Linked DNA regions of Zea mays: all the other regions are linked to region 1. Evidence: chromatin contacts called from public Hi-C data. All regions are on one chromosome and are shown on one strand. The core of a region is the stretch at or near the end of the contact, and the rest is flanking DNA. Distances in the headings are between cores, read along the strand shown. Region 1 holds the start of LOC103639219 (protein trichome birefringence-like 6). Region 2 holds the start of LOC100281205 (pre-mRNA-processing ATP-dependent RNA helicase prp-5). Region 3 holds the start of LOC100194286.

Region 1 (5,128 bases), core at 1,009-3,508:
GTTGACGGCGGCCGGCCGGACCCTCCGTCGCGGGATCACCAATCGCTTTTTGCTTAAACGGCAGTTCATAGTTCCACTCAACTCCATGAGAGTTACAGGCTATATATACGTATTTCGGTGTGATTCTGTGATATATAGATGCTTATGCTTTTGTATTGACACGTTGCTCGAAGCTGCACGCTTCTTCTGTTTGATGCAAGCAAAACATGTACTACATGGTTTCGATCAATTTTCAGTTCGTATTCCACAACTGCCGTTTTAGCCACTACATCAACCACGGCAGCTTTTGCAGCTAAACAAAGCTTCAGGGCCAAGGAATTTATTAGTGCCACTATGGACAATTATATTGATACATGTTAACAGTAGCAAAGGTTGCCTCATACAGTATATAATATAATAACGCATGGCTTTTAGTGATTGAGAGTGAGCAGAGGAATTTAATGCCTCTAGTACAACTTATTAATAACACATTGCTAAAAAAATATTTTAGCAATAATGAGACCACTTTAAATTACATGGCAGACCTTAATGAAAATCAATAATGAATATGGCAGCGAGAGATCTAGGAGAGGCCATCTTGTAGTGACAGATCTCTTTTGCCATCGTCACTATCGAGACTTTCTTATGCGTAAGTAGGTCTTCAAGACGGTCTCTTCTATATCTCTTTTCACTACTGTCATTATCGAGCTTCCAGTCAAAACATCATAGATCTCATCCCCTCTAGTACAACGGTGGTGGCTACACCACAAGCACAATTGGCATGACCTCACAGGATCACAAGGTCTATCGTGTCCAATAATAGTGCATGCAAGCACCGAGTGTTATAGATATGCAAATTTCACTAAACACTAGGCTTGAACCTTGAGCACTTCACAAAGAACATATGCAGATCACCTATGCAGTTTGCAAAAAGCACCTACCCAAATCACTGCAGGATTCTTTAAACAATTTGGTGTTTAGAGCAAGCCTCAACTCATACACAACTTCCTTGAGTTTCCACGCCCTCTATGTCGCCATTATAAGCAAAATGGACAATGCCAAATGATAATTATGTTTTGATGTTTGACGACCGACAGAATCATTTGAACTAACATTATATGTTAGTGTTTTAGATATAGTTCAAAACAAGCACAAATGGACTTGGACGAATGAAAATAGATGACCCTAAAGATCAACACATGTAAAGACTAAATGGCGAGACAAATTTATTAAGCCTAATTAATCTATAATTATTAAATATTTACTGTAGCATCACAAGGAAGAATCATGGAATAATTAGCCTTAATAGGTTTGTCTTACTGTTTAAGAGTCCTCATATGTTAATTAATTTTATAATTAGAATATATTTAATACTTCTAACTAGCATCCAAATATCAGACGTGACGTCCTTATATCCAAACACCCGTGACAAGTTGACAACCCCATTAAAATAACAAAATTAGTGTTTTCTATAATAATTTGAGCAAAAAAAAACTTAAGATATGTGATGGATGATGATTTTTAATAATTGTCGTGTACTATTCATTAAACAACATATTCTCTTTGTAGTAGATAATAAGGATATAACCGAGTCATTTACAACTTTTAAAACAAGATGGCTAAAAAGCTAGATAAATAGTATCCTAAGTCACTTTTATGCCTATATTATATATTAATATAACGATTTGAACTATTTATAATATAAATTGCAAAAAATTTAACATAATCTTCAAATTTAATTTTTGAATGTACCGTGTTATTTAGTGCATATATATCAAATTCTGTTGCGAATCTTAACAAATATTACCGAACTATCAAATGATTTTATTGAGTTGTATATAATCTTTTTTATGGTATTATCATAAAATGAAATTCTAGACCGTAACAGTGTTTGCAGTCACGGTTTACTTTCTCGGTGCCAGATCATCGAATTTTGGGATTTTTTTTGTTTTCTCTATTAACAAAAAATGAATTTTGGTCCGGTTTTAGATGGATTTCGATCTAAAATATAAAAATACAAAAGTCAAATTTCGATTAACAAAATAAAATTCGGAACAGTCCAAACGAAATTGTGAACCCTGGTTGTATAGATTATTGCTGACGTGGGGTGGCTAAAATGTGAGCAGCGATGCCGACTGCCTTGACTGTCTTCGAATGTCCAAGGAAAGTGGTTTGGCTGGGGAGTGGGGGCAGACAATTACACTTACTCCACAACACCCGAAGTTCCCGTTCCGTTTCCGTTACACAGACTCCCGACTCCAACTCCTTCATTCACCTTTATTATTACACGGAAGCCGCAAGCACGGCTAGCCATTGCCGCACTAGCCGTCCCATTGCTTCCTCCCCGCCGCACAGAGCAATGGAGAGGCAGAGGAGCTCCTCCTCCTCCTCCCCGTATCAGTTTCTTAGTCCCAAGAGCCTCCTCCTACTGTCCTTCGCCTCCTCCTCCCTCCTCTTCTCCTTCCTCTTCGCGCTCTTCGCCATCCGCCACGGCCGCCCCCTCAACCTCCCATTCACCACGCCCAACACCTCATACTCATTCGCCATGCCCAACACCTCATCCTCGTTCGCCATGCCCAACACCTCCACCGCGGCCCTTGCACCGTTGCCGCCTCCTGGGAACGGTGGGGGTTCCATGGGCGGCGCGGTGGCGCTGGCAGCAGAGGCCGGTTATGCGGTCCGTGGGCACGGGAGTGGAGATTCAGTGGCGGATGGAGCCCGCCGCGCGGTTACCGGAGACCTGTCCGCTCGGGGCGTGGGCCCGCCAATGGAGGTGGAAGGAGCGGTTACTGGAGGAGGAAATGGTGGAGCACCGGCGACTGGTAAGGTTTTGGAGGCGCAAGAGGTTGCAGGAGCTGGGAATAACTCTACTGGAACCTCGGATTTGGCTATGCATGCTAAAGAAAAAGAAGTAACCGGTGTGGGAGGAGATGCCGACAAGTTGGGGAAATTTCCTGTTCGGAAGGAAAACTTGGCCGAGGGTAGCAGGCAACACGTTGGTTGGGAAACAAAGACGCAGCTAAATGCTGGCAGTGCTTCTTCGTCACAGGAAGTAGATGCGTCAATGGTGAGACCGGAGGGAGCAGAGTCTTTGACAGCCGTCAATTTGTCCATGGATGATGAAGCTGCAATGCAGGTGAGAGGTGAATCCGTCGTGCAAGACGATGTTGTGGTTGTGGGGGATAAGCGCTATTCCTCTGTACAAGCAGCAGCTTATGCTTCTGAGCAAGTGGAGCAGCTGGAAAGCTCGCATCTTTCAGCGGGGAACAATAGTTCCTTGGCAGCTCCAGCTCCAGCCAATCAAAATAAGCAAGATCCTAATCTGATTGAGGAAGAAGCGGTCACGAGCAAAATGGATTCTACACGAAGCGATACCAAACGTTGTGATGTTTATGATGGAAGTTGGGTGTTTGATGACGAGACCTATCCACTCTACACGAGTGACTCATGCCCTTTTATAGACGAAGGATTCAGCTGTGGAGCAAATGGGAGAACGGATCAAAGATACATGAAGTGGAGGTGGCGACCTAACCATTGCAATATACCAAGGTATTTGTTTGCACTACTGCAATTCGTTAGTTCTTTAGGAGTTTGGAGGTGGGTCGGCCACAACAATTTTGCTATTTGCTAACTTCTTGCGACAAAACTTAGGTTTGATGCTAGGAAAATGCTTGAGACGCTGCGAGGAAAGCGACTGGTGTTTGTCGGGGACTCCATCAACAGGAACCAGTGGGAGTCCATGATGTGCTTGCTGAGAACGGCTGTCCCAGATCCTGGAAGGATTCATGAAACCCGTGGCCGCAGGATCACTAAAGAGAAGGGTGACTACAACTTCAAGTTCTTGGTTAGTATCTCATGTATGGCTGTATCTGATCTGACTATGAGTAGTCCATTCATCGATACCTAGGCTTGCACTGTAGTTGGTAAATCATCTTGGTATGGTTGGTGCAGGACTACAACTGTAGTGTGGAGTATCATGTGACGCACTTCTTGGTGCACGAAAGCAAGGCGAGAATTGGGCAGAAGCGCATGAAGACGCTACGGATCGATACCATCCATCGGAGCTCATCGAGATGGAAAGGTGCTGACGTGCTTGTGTTCAACACTGCCCATTGGTGGTCACATCACAAAACACAGTCTGGGTGAGTGTTGATTAATGTTTGGAACCATTGACACTATTATTTCTTAATTTTTTTTAAAAAAAACTAGAGCTTGTAGGAAAAAGAATAACTAAATCATGTTAGTAAAGATCTGGTTATTACATATACTCTGCAGAGTGAACTATTATCAAGAGGGAGATCATGTCCATCCCCATCTCGATGCCTCTACCGCTTTCCAAAGAGCACTAACCACCTGGGCATCCTGGGTCGACAGTCACATCAATCCACAGCTAACTCGAGTGTTCTTCCGAAGCTCATCCCCGTCACATTTCAGGTTTGGTCTTTGATTAATCAATCTAACACGAGTGTCATTAGAGCTGCTGCTGCAGCTGTTGCTATCTCTGCGCAAGCAGGTCTATGTAACTAGTTGTTGTCAATTTCAGTGGTGGGGAGTGGAATTCAGGGGGACACTGCAGGGAGAGCATGCTGCCCCTCAATGACACCCGTGCTAGGCCGGTGCCTGAGAGAAACTTGATCTTGGAACAGGTCACGAAGCAAATGAAGACTCCTGTGACAGTTCTGAACGTTACTAATCTGTCTGGGGTCAGGATAGATGGTCACCCATCTGTATATGGCCGGAAGACGGTAGGTTTAACCGCGTCGAGCGTCCAGCAGGACTGCAGCCACTGGTGCCTTCCTGGAGTCCCAGATACATGGAATGAACTGTTATTCTACCATCTACTGTCGCCGCAAGAAAAGGATGTAACAAGTTAGCGACTGAATTATTTGCCCGCTCTTTTTTTTTGTTGGGTCGGGATATTTATTAGTCTTGCCTTGTAAATGTTAATTTAGTTTGAAAAGAGGGCGCAAGTGCACAATCAGCCAATCACGTTTGTCTCGGAAGTCTGCAGCCAATAATGTGACATGCAAATACCCTACTATCAGGCTCTCTAGTAACACTACTAATGAATCATCAAATACTTTCAGGAATAAAGTGTACATTTGAGTGTTTGACAAATTATTTCATCTCACCAAGAAAATATACAAAC
Region 2 (5,128 bases), core at 1,772-4,271, 200 kb after region 1:
CCTAACGGGTGGCTACAACCCCGGGGAATCTTTGTAAAGGCTACGTAGTGATGCCCTGCTAGGCCACCTAGGTAGTGGTCAATGGGGAGTAGCTCTCTCCGGGCAGAAAGGGAATCACGACTTGTGGGTAAAGTGCACAACCTCTGCAGAGTGTTTGAAAACTGATATATCAGCCGTGCTCGCGGTTATGAGCGGCCAAGGGAGCTCCAGTGATTAGTGGTACTTGATCAGAGATACTTTGGTACAGGTGGCTATGAGATCGATGATTTTGGTTATGACTATGGTGCTGGTAGGTGGTATTCTTTCCGTTTGGAAAGGGTACATCGGGCTAATAACTTGGGTTAATGCTAAAACCTGGCTTTCTATTAGTAAATAATAATCTGACCAACTAAAAGCAACTGCTTGACTCATCCCCACATAAAGCTAGTCCACTACAGCCAAACATGATACTTGCTGAGTATGTTGATGTGTACTCACCCTTGCTCTACACACAAACCCGCCCCCCATCCCCAGGTTGTCAGCATTGCAACCACTGCTCAGGCGAAGATGAAGCTGTGGAAGGAGACTTCCAGGAGTTCCAAGACTACGACGAGTTCTAGGCGTGGGTTAGCGGCAACCCCGAGTCGGCTGCCTGTGAAGGCCGCGTTTATCTACGTTTCTTTTCCACACTTTGATTTATTGTAAGAACTATATGGACATCTCAGACGTATGATGTAATCGACTATTATTTCCCTTTTAATACTATTTTGAGCATTGTGTGATGATGTCCATGTTATGTAACTGCTGTGTACGTGAATAACTAATCCTGGCACGTACATGGTTCGCATTCGGTTTGCCTTCTAAAACCGGGTGTGACAATTGTTCTTTCATATTAGATGTGCCAATCATATTTTGAACTTAGTTGCAAAAGATGGTATGAGTGTGATGACATCATATATTAAGAACATTAGAGCAGTTGTCCTAGTTGTTAAAGTTTTAGAAATGTGCTACTGAATGTGGTGTGGACACAAAGGTTGGGCTCTCTCTTGATGTTGCTACTAGGTGGAATTCAACATATTGCATGTTGAGGGATGCACTACATTATATGGCTACTTTTGAAAGGCTTGTGTCATATGAACGTCGCAGGTATGAGAAAATTGCACCTTCCTTTGAAGAATGGGATTTGGCAAAGACTCTTTTACCATGTTTGAGAAAGTTCTTTGACTTGACTGAGTTATTTTCTGGTACATTATATCCCACTGCCAACTTGTTTTTAAAGTGTTTTGTGAGATTAAGTTTTTAGTTGTTGATTGGTGTGATTGCATCCATCCCACTATTATTAACATGGAAACACTATGATGGTCAAGTTTGACAAATACTGGAATAAGTCAAATATTGCTCTTGCTGTAGCTAGTGTCCTTGATCCTAGATACAAGAGGAAAATTGTAGAATTTTACTTGAAGAAGGTGTATCCATATACATATCAAACTGAACTGGATAAATTTAACGGTGGCATGAAAAAATATGTATCGATATTATGTTTGTATTACACCCTCAACATCATATGTTGCACCTTCCTCAACTTCAGTAGTTGACACAATTAAGTCAAGTATCGATGAAGAGCTTGATAGCTACATATTTGATGGACAAGGGCATGATGATTCTATTGACACAAGTGACTTAGAAGAATATTTGGCAGATCCAGTACTAAAGGTTGGTAAAAGTAATCAACACACTTTTGACATATTAGCATGGTGGAAAGCACACAAAGAATATCCTCTCTTGGGCCAGCTTGCTCGTGATGTATATCCTCTCTTGCACACAAAGATTGGATAGCTCGAGCAAGAAAAGGTTATATAGCAATACCTTATATTTATTTACAATTTAATTAGTCATTAGTTCATTACCTTTTTACTAGTGCACTAATGGATCTTTACATTACGATGTTCCATGGATAAGAGTGTTGCTATTCCTAATATGGTTTATGAAATGGAGGAACTTGAGGGTCTTGCAAGAAATATTTCATTTGAGGTTAATTTTCCTTCATTTTCTATTCTAATTTGGTGCATAAAACATTAGCTATGATTTAACTGTATATTTCTTTAACAAAATGTAGGATGAAGACCTAGATGATGATCACGATGATGGACTTGAGGCATCATTGTAAGCTTGTTGATGAAGATCTAGATGATGATAATGTACCATGAATGCTATGAATGTTTCTTATTGTACTTGTTCCGTAATGTTTTGTGACCTTGCGAACTTGGGACTTGTGGACTTGTGGCTTTGTGAACTTTTGTGATGAATTTGTTATATTGTGTACTTGTGATCTTTGTGATCAATTTGTCATATTGTGAACTTGTGATCTTTGTGATCAATTTGTTATATTGTGAACGTGTGATCTTTGTGATCAACCTGTTATATTGTGAACTTGTGATATTTGTGATCAACTTGTTATATTGTTAATTGTGAACTTGTGGTCTTTGTGATAGTTGTAAACTTTGTTGTATTGTGAACTTATTATATTGAGATATTTTCATATTGATAGGGTTATCGATTGTATTTAAGGTTCCGACCGGTACCGATGTATTTTTAGTACCGAACTTTTGATTCCGATGTTTCCGAAATACCAATATCGTTTCAGTTTCCGAATTTTCCGTTTCTGATTTCGTTTCCGATAAAAAATATAAAAACGGTAACAATTTTAGTGTTTTCCGATCGTTTTAACCCCTATCTATTCATATATGTACCCATATATAATTTTTTTACCTATTAGTATATCATAGATAAAAAATCATTATATATCTTTTTTTATATTGGGTAAAACCGGTTGAGCATTTATGTTTGAGTAAAAAATATTATATATCTATTTTTTATATTGGGTAAAACCGGTTGAGCATTTATGTTTGGGATCAAGTACACCAAGCACTTGGTAGACGGTGCACACCGTGACGACCACGGCTACATTCATTCAGCCCACAGCCCTACACGGCCCAGGCCATCCGGAACGACGAGTCCGCGAGACCGCCACCTAGCAAGCCGAGGAGGCGGCGCCAATTCTAGGCGTCTTCCTCCGTCACACCCGGCCCCGCAAACCCTAGCTCGCCCCGGCCCTGCCTCCGGCTCCGCCCATCGCTGCCATGTCGAAGCGGCCGAAGCTTGAGGGTTTCAGCATCCCGCGGCCAACCTCCTACAACTTCGAGCGCTCTCAGCCCGTGCAGCGGCTCTACCGTCCGACCGATGACCCGGACCTCGACGACATCGCCTTCTCCGACGACGCTCCGTCAGATGCCCCAGCCGGCACCGCGGTGGATGGAAAGGCGGAGCATGACGAGGAGATCGACCCGCTCGACGCCTTCATGGCGGAGATCCAGGAGGAGATCCGCGCGCCGCCCCCGCCGCCCAAGGCCGAGGCGCTTCGCCGCGCGGACTCCGGCGACGATGAAGATGACCCCGTTGAGAGCTTTCTGCGGGCCAAGAAGGATGCCGGGCTCACGCTGGCCGCCGACGCCATGCGCGCTGGTTATGACTCCGACGAGGAGGTCTACGCCGCTGCCAAGGCCGTCGACGCCGGCATGATGGAGTACGACTCCGATGACAATCCTATAGTCGTCGACAAGAAGACAATAGAGCCCATACCTGCACTCGATCACTCGACCATCGAGTATGACACCTTCACCAAAGATTTCTACGAGGAGAAGCCGTCGATTTCAGGTGAAGCACTTGGCACCTAGCATTATTGTTCTAAACCTATGGTTCTACTATCTATTTCTGTACATGTAGTGTTGGGGTGTTCCTTGTAGCTTACACGGTTGAGATGCTTTAATTCTACCTTGCGGAAGATATGCAGCCACTTCTTTTACTTCATACTTAGCTTAGTAAATTATGTAATGAACATAGCATGAGTTGGATTGGATGCTCTGTTCCGTGGTGCAATCTGAACTTCTGTTGTGTTGACATGGCAGTGAACCCATGCTGTTCCAAGTTTACTCTCATTTTAATTGTGTTCTTCTAATTTGGTGCTAGAGACTAGATATATATAGTCCTTTTTATATGGAAAAAATCTCACTATCTAGGCTATTACTTCTTTTTTGCTTCTGATGCTTATGTATATGACATTGTTTCATATTCTCTTTTGTATGACTCTTACAACCAAAATCTCAAATGTCTCAAATCACTTGGGCGGTGGTTCACTTAAGAATCGAAGGCCCCATAACACCTGATTGTAACTGTGTTGTATACTTGTATGTGAAGTATTCTTCAGTATTTGTGCAATTATTTTGCTGGACACCATGATGCAATGCATTATGTTTCTTAAGAACTACTCCCTTCATTCCAAATTATTAGATCAGATGCTTTGGTTTTTTAGATGCATAGATTTTGCTAGGCACTTAGATATACATTATGTCTACATACATAGTTAAAGCAATGTATCTAAAAAAGCCAAAATGTCTTTTATTTTGAACAGAGGTAGTGGGTGCTATGTTGGTGGTTGTACTGACTTTGACAGCAGACCTCCACCTACTTACTAGTGGTCCAAGTATATAATGCCTCTAATTGAAGAAATGGTAGATGTTCTTATCAACCATAAAATTATGACATTTATCTCAAAACTAGATTAAAGTAGATGGGTTACTAGTCATTTTCTCCAGCATTGGGTCATGTAGATCTGCAAGACGTTGCACTACTCCAACCGTCCCACAAAGTGTGTCATTCTCACTTCCCGAGGAGTCAAAGATTTTCAACTTTGACCAAATATGTAAAGAAAATATTAATATTTATGGTACATAATTAATATCATTAGATGAATCACTGAATGTGTTTTTGTAATAAATTTATTTTTTTCTCGAACATGCAGGAGAGCTGCGTATCTTTATATTAAAAGAAGATAGAAAAGAGGGGGGGGGGGTTGGAACCTCCGAGTACAACCCACTCCACACCCACACTAGCTAGACTAGAGTTACATTTGTGCCTGAGCACTAAACGGACAACGACCGATGAAAGCCAACCTATCTATCAGGTTGTAGGGCTGACAAGAGGGAAATCCCTCGAGCCCCGACCAATGACTACAAAAAAGCCTCTTCTTCAGCAAGGAGCAGGGCCCTCGCCAAATTAGGCACAGCACCTTCAAGCACACACAAGTTCCGAT
Region 3 (5,128 bases), core at 1,163-3,662, 140 kb after region 1:
AGATACTGTACTGGTCTAGAAAGCATGATACTTTCCATAGCCCCACATTGCGAGTTTACCTGAATCTCAAGATCAGTCTCCTGTCCTTGGGCCCCTCCAAGAGGTTGATGGATCATTATCCTTGAGTTTGGTAAGCTGTATCGCTTTCCTGCATTATATTTTCACCGGTTTTATGACTTCTATTAACGAAGCTTGGATATGTAAGCTACACCTACATGTATTTTATTAGCAATCACTACTGGTACCTTTGGTCCCAGCACTAAGTAGAAAAGCTCCCATGCTGTCAAACAGAAACATCAAACAGCAGAAAGAGTGTCAGAATCATCCAGGTAATAAAAGATAACATTGCATGAGGCATGACATAATTTGGAGTTAAACAATAACAAGAAATGGCCACAGAATCTCAGTAATAAATAATAAACATGTTCACACTAACAAACTGTAAAACTGAAACACAAATTAGATCTCTAACATCCTTTATTTAATTATGTATGGCTAGTTACACTAAAATATTAAATACGAAAAGCAGGAATACATAATTCTTATTTCGTGAAAGCATACTTAATTCCTACCTTTCATTCATAGCAGAACTACATGTACCAAGTTATAACGAAAATTAAATTACTAGGCAAGTAGGCATTTCTGTGCAGATAATCATTGAGCAAGCTCGCTGCAAAAGGTGAATTTGCTGAATAATAACCCCAACACAGGGCAAGTATGCAAAGTAAAAGGACATTGCTGCTTTTGGCATCCATCTGGAGTTGACAATTGTGTAATTTGTTAACTGAAACTATGGTACTACGGTAGTTTTAAAAACTCATGCCATGCAAGTCCTGTCTGCAAACAAGAACTATACTAGCACAACCAAAGCCAAAAAAAAATCTAGTTACTACAATCCCAAATCCCAGACTATAGGTTACATGAACTGAACCTTCCAATTACTGCAAACACAAAGGATCAATTGCGCTTCCCACATTGAGAACAGAATGGACTACATAGGGAAAATAAACCCAGACTGAAAGTCAAACATGAACATTAAGATCCTATAACATGCAAAGAACTGAATCAATTGATGATCGTTCAGCAGAATTTGTGTTCAGTACCTTGCAGCTAGTCCAATACAAACAGTGGATACATCAGGCCTGATATGCTTCATTGTATCAAATATAGCCATTCCTAACAGAAAACGAAAATGCATTAGTATTAATTGAAGCAGCTAACGCAGACATACTATGTTAGATGAGCTATTACCAGCTGTCACTGACCCTCCTGGCGAATTCACATACATAATGATATCCTACAGGAAGGTTGACAAGGATCATGCACTAGATGGAAGAAACCACGTTTTGAATATATAATTGCCATGTATTCGAGTCCCTAGCTAGATGAAATGGCAACATTGGATAAACCTACAAGTTCAGTGGTTACAATTGTATAACCCAATTCCGCAACACAGAAAGTTAAAGAAGCACTGTACAAAGTTTAGTACTACAATGTTGGTTCACTGTCTGGTATCAACAAACAAAGGTTTATTTAAAGCGCAAGCATGTTCTATTCACATGGGAATTACAGCAGCAAACGGTTGTCCCGTTCGTTTTCACCTTATTGGGATCAATAGCGTCGAGGTAGAGCAGTTGTGCTACAATGATGTTGGCCATATCATCCTCAACGGGGCCTCCGCACCGAATAATTCTCTGCATAGAGACAGATATATAGTCACACAAACCTCACAATACAATCCAGTAAAACCCTTCCTGGTAAGGCTTTGTTCGGTTGAGGGGAGATTAAATCCCCTTCTATTCAATTTTGACTAGGGAGGGAATCCCCTCCAATCCAGATCCAAGTATCCAACCAAACAAGCCCTAAGGAGGTCAAACACTTTACACAATCCAGTGCCGTCGTACGTGCTGGAAAAGCTGACTGACGACGCTCTGGAACCGCTCCATCACCATGGGCGACGGCCCACGCTCCTGCCCCGCCGCGGACTCCACTGGGAAGTAGGGCGACCTTGGCACCACCAAGTCATCCCTACCACAGGCACAAGCAACATCAGAAACCCCGTGGCACCTCACGAAGCCCATTTCAGGCAGACGGACGAAGCTCGAAGGGCTCAAGACAAATTCCACCTGATCGACCAAATCCCGCGCCGCGGATTAGCCCCGTAAGGCACCGCACCTCCGGCTACGGCGGTAGTTACGGCACGAGCGCACCTCCTGCTCCTGCAAGACGCGGAAAGAAAGTTAGGGGACGGCAGAGATGGCGGGAAGAGAAAGGCGAAGGGAGAGGACAGAAACCTGAGGAGTTGGAGAGATCTGGGAGCAGGGTTGGTATTGGGGTTCGGGCGGAGGAGAGGAGTGGTCAGCGAGGAGGAAGAGGTGGTGGTCGCCATGGATGGGAATGGGGTGCTCGCGTGGGGTTTTGGGCGGAGGGCGGAAGGGGCTTTGGTTTGCTAGCCCTCGCCTCTTATCCGCGAGGCGAGGTAACTGGTAACGGAGGGTCCGGGAGTCACTGGGTTAAAAGTGAAAGCGTGGGCTTAGATATATGGGCTTTTGGCCTTTCGGCCTCGTCCGCACTTAGAGGCCTACAGCAGGGTGTTCGCATGAGATGACAATGGTGACTCTGCCCTTGAAGAGTTTTAAGTCTCTATATAAAGTAACATGTACCCCTTTATAAAAAGTGAAGTGAAAGAGGTCAACCCTACATCGTGTCTCTTATGTGCTTTCTCTGAGTGTGTGTAGGGATGAAAACGGTCGGAAACGGTATTTATTCGGTAATCAGTTTTTTAGTCGTTTTTATTTAATTGCGAATAAATAGGATATAAAATCTATAATACAAATTTATATTCTTGTTTTTAACATCCAGCTTGTAAAGATTCATAAAAGGTAAACATCAAATTCATCATATATTTTCTTAAATAATATATATAAACTTCGGTATGGATTCAGAAATAAATTCGGTAATTTTTTCAACCTTTTATGTTGTAGGGAGCAAATAATACATAAAAAATTATGTAATATTTTATTAATATTTGTACTAATGTGCTAGATAACATAAAAAATCAACATCAAATTTTATACATATTTATTTTAAAATATTAAATTTGTTCTATCAGTTCAGATGACCACTTTCATCCCTAAGTGTGTGGATTAGGGATGGCAATGGGCACAGATTACCCGCAAGCCCGCGGGCACAAACCCTATAGGGTGCGGGTTTGGGTTTGGGTTTATACCCGCAGGTAATGGTATGGGTTTAAATTTGTACCCAATGGGTTTATTGAAAGTCGCCTAGAGGGGGGTGAATAGGCGGAACCTGAAAATTAAAACTTTATCCCCCAACTAGATCCCTTGATTAGTGGTTAGAACAAGATAAATATCGGAGAATAGAAACTAAGTTCTTGCTTGAAAGGAATATTGCTAAATAATGCGGGAGAGATAAATCAATACAACTAATAAGTTATAGAATAACAAAGCAAGAACCCTTAGAAGAGGAGAGCACTAGAACAAGTTCTTTTCTTGCAATGTGTTGCTTCACTAAATGGAAATTTAACTTGAAGCAATACCAAATGAAATTAGCAAATAATGGTGCAAGAAAACTTAGAGCAAGGGAAAGCAAACAAATCACAAGCAATAAACACAATGGACACGGGTGATTTGTTTTACCGAGGTTCGGCCCTCGAAGGCCTAGTCCCCGTTGAGGAGTCCACTTAAGGACGGGTTTTTTCAACCCTTTCCCTCTCTCCCCCGATCACACAAGGATCGGTGAGCTCTTCTTCTTCTCAAGGATCACTCTCGATCCCACAAGGACCACCACAATCTTTGGTGTCTCTTGCTAGCTTTTACAAGCCTCCAAAAATTTGGAGGAAGTTCAATGGGAGTCAAAACTCCACGCGCAAATGAACACAAAGATGAAGCACACACTATCTCTCGATGAATCTCACAAGGCACTAGTGCTAAACTCAAATGAGTAGCTCTCTTTTGCTTGCTCTCTCTTTTGTGGCACTTGTGTTGGTTGTAGTGGTCTAAATCTTGTGTATAGGATGGATCAATGAATATATGTGGTTGGGAGGGCTTGAGTATGTCAACTAGATGACTTGGAATGTTGCTTGGGCTCCCTTACTTGAAGTGGCCGGTTGGGGTGGTATTTATAGCCACCAACCAAAATCTAGCCGTTGGTGAGGGCTGTCTGTTCGATGGCGCACCGGACAGTCCGGTGCACACCGGACATGTCCGGTGCGACAGCCACGTCACCCGACCGTTGGGGTTTCGACCGTTGGAGCTCTGACACTGGGCCCGCCTTGATGTCCGGTGGCGCACCGGACATGAACTGTAGAGTGTCCGGTGCGCCTGCTCCCGCGTGCCTGACGACTGCGCGCTTCTGGCGCGCATTAAATGCGTCGCAGGTAGCCGTTGGCGCCGAAGTAGCCGTTGCCCCGCTGCTACACCGGACAGTCCGGTGTACACCGGACAGTCCGGTGAATTTTAGGGAGTGGCTGGAGTGAAAACCCGAGGCTGGCGAGTTCCTGAAGCGTGTCTTCTTTGGAGCACCGGACACTGTCCGGTGTACACCGGACAGTCCGGTGAATTATAGCGCGCAGGCTCCGGATTTTCCCGAGGGCGACGAGTTTGAGTTGAAGCCCTCTGGTGCACCGGACACTGTCCGGTGGCACACCGGACAGTCCGGTGCGCCAGACCAGAGGAGCCTTCGGTTGCTCCTTGCTCCTTTATTTTAACCCAACACTAGCTTGGTCTTTTTATTGGCTAATTGTGAACCTTTTGCACCTGTATAACTTATATACTAGAGCAAACTAGTTAGTCCAAAGATTTGTGTTGGGCAATTCAACCACCAAAATTATTTAGTAACTAGGTGTAAGCCTAATTCCCTTTCAATCTCCCCCTTTTTGGTGATTGATGCCAACACAAACCAAAGCAAATATAAAAGTGCATAATTGAACTAGTTTGCATAATGTAAGTGCAAAGGTTGCTTGGAGTTGAGCCAATATAAATACTTACATGATGTGCATGGATTGTTTCTTTGTTTTTAACCTTTTGGACCACATTTGCACCACAAGTTTTGTTTTGCAAATTCTTTTGTAAATTCTTTTCAAAGATTTTTTTTGCAAGATAGTCAA

The links. Hi-C and Micro-C count contacts between places; a contact is called where the count stands out from the background.
Region 2: a contact with region 1 is called in a Hi-C map of leaf, with 5 times the contacts expected there. The contact joins the promoter of LOC100281205 here to the promoter of LOC103639219 in region 1. A contact is called at or near these places in 2 of 25 Hi-C or Micro-C datasets (leaf and tassel).
Region 3: a Hi-C map of leaf shows a contact between it and region 1, with 4 times the contacts expected there. The contact joins the promoter of LOC100194286 here to the promoter of LOC103639219 in region 1. A contact is called at or near these places in 6 of 25 Hi-C or Micro-C datasets (ear, endosperm, leaf and 2 more).

What each region holds. Positions count from the first base shown.
Region 1 is chr9:141,332,671-141,337,798 of Zm-B73-REFERENCE-NAM-5.0, reverse strand. LOC103639219 (protein trichome birefringence-like 6) reads left to right here and starts at 2,258. Exons shown (of 5, transcript XM_008661991.4): 1 at 2,258-3,528; 2 at 3,631-3,823; 3 at 3,931-4,121; 4 at 4,255-4,413; 5 at 4,523-5,097. The coding sequence starts at 2,339. The coding sequence ends at 4,853. It overlaps LOC542659 (enhancer of zeste 2), which reads right to left. Exons shown (of 17, transcript NM_001112180.1): 17 at 5,072-5,128. LOC100277134 reads left to right here. Exons shown (of 2, transcript NM_001371588.1): 2 at 1-229. The coding sequence ends at 5.
Region 2 is chr9:141,128,588-141,133,715 of Zm-B73-REFERENCE-NAM-5.0, reverse strand. It overlaps LOC100281205 (pre-mRNA-processing ATP-dependent RNA helicase prp-5), which reads left to right and starts at 3,021. Exons shown (of 5, transcript NM_001154124.1): 1 at 3,021-3,693. The coding sequence starts at 3,120.
Region 3 is chr9:141,189,612-141,194,739 of Zm-B73-REFERENCE-NAM-5.0, reverse strand. It overlaps LOC100194286, which reads right to left and starts at 2,412. Exons shown (of 9, transcript NM_001366816.1): 1 at 2,295-2,412; 2 at 2,127-2,219; 3 at 1,905-2,028; 4 at 1,602-1,694; 5 at 1,252-1,297; 6 at 1,104-1,176; 7 at 246-280; 8 at 60-148. The coding sequence starts at 2,389.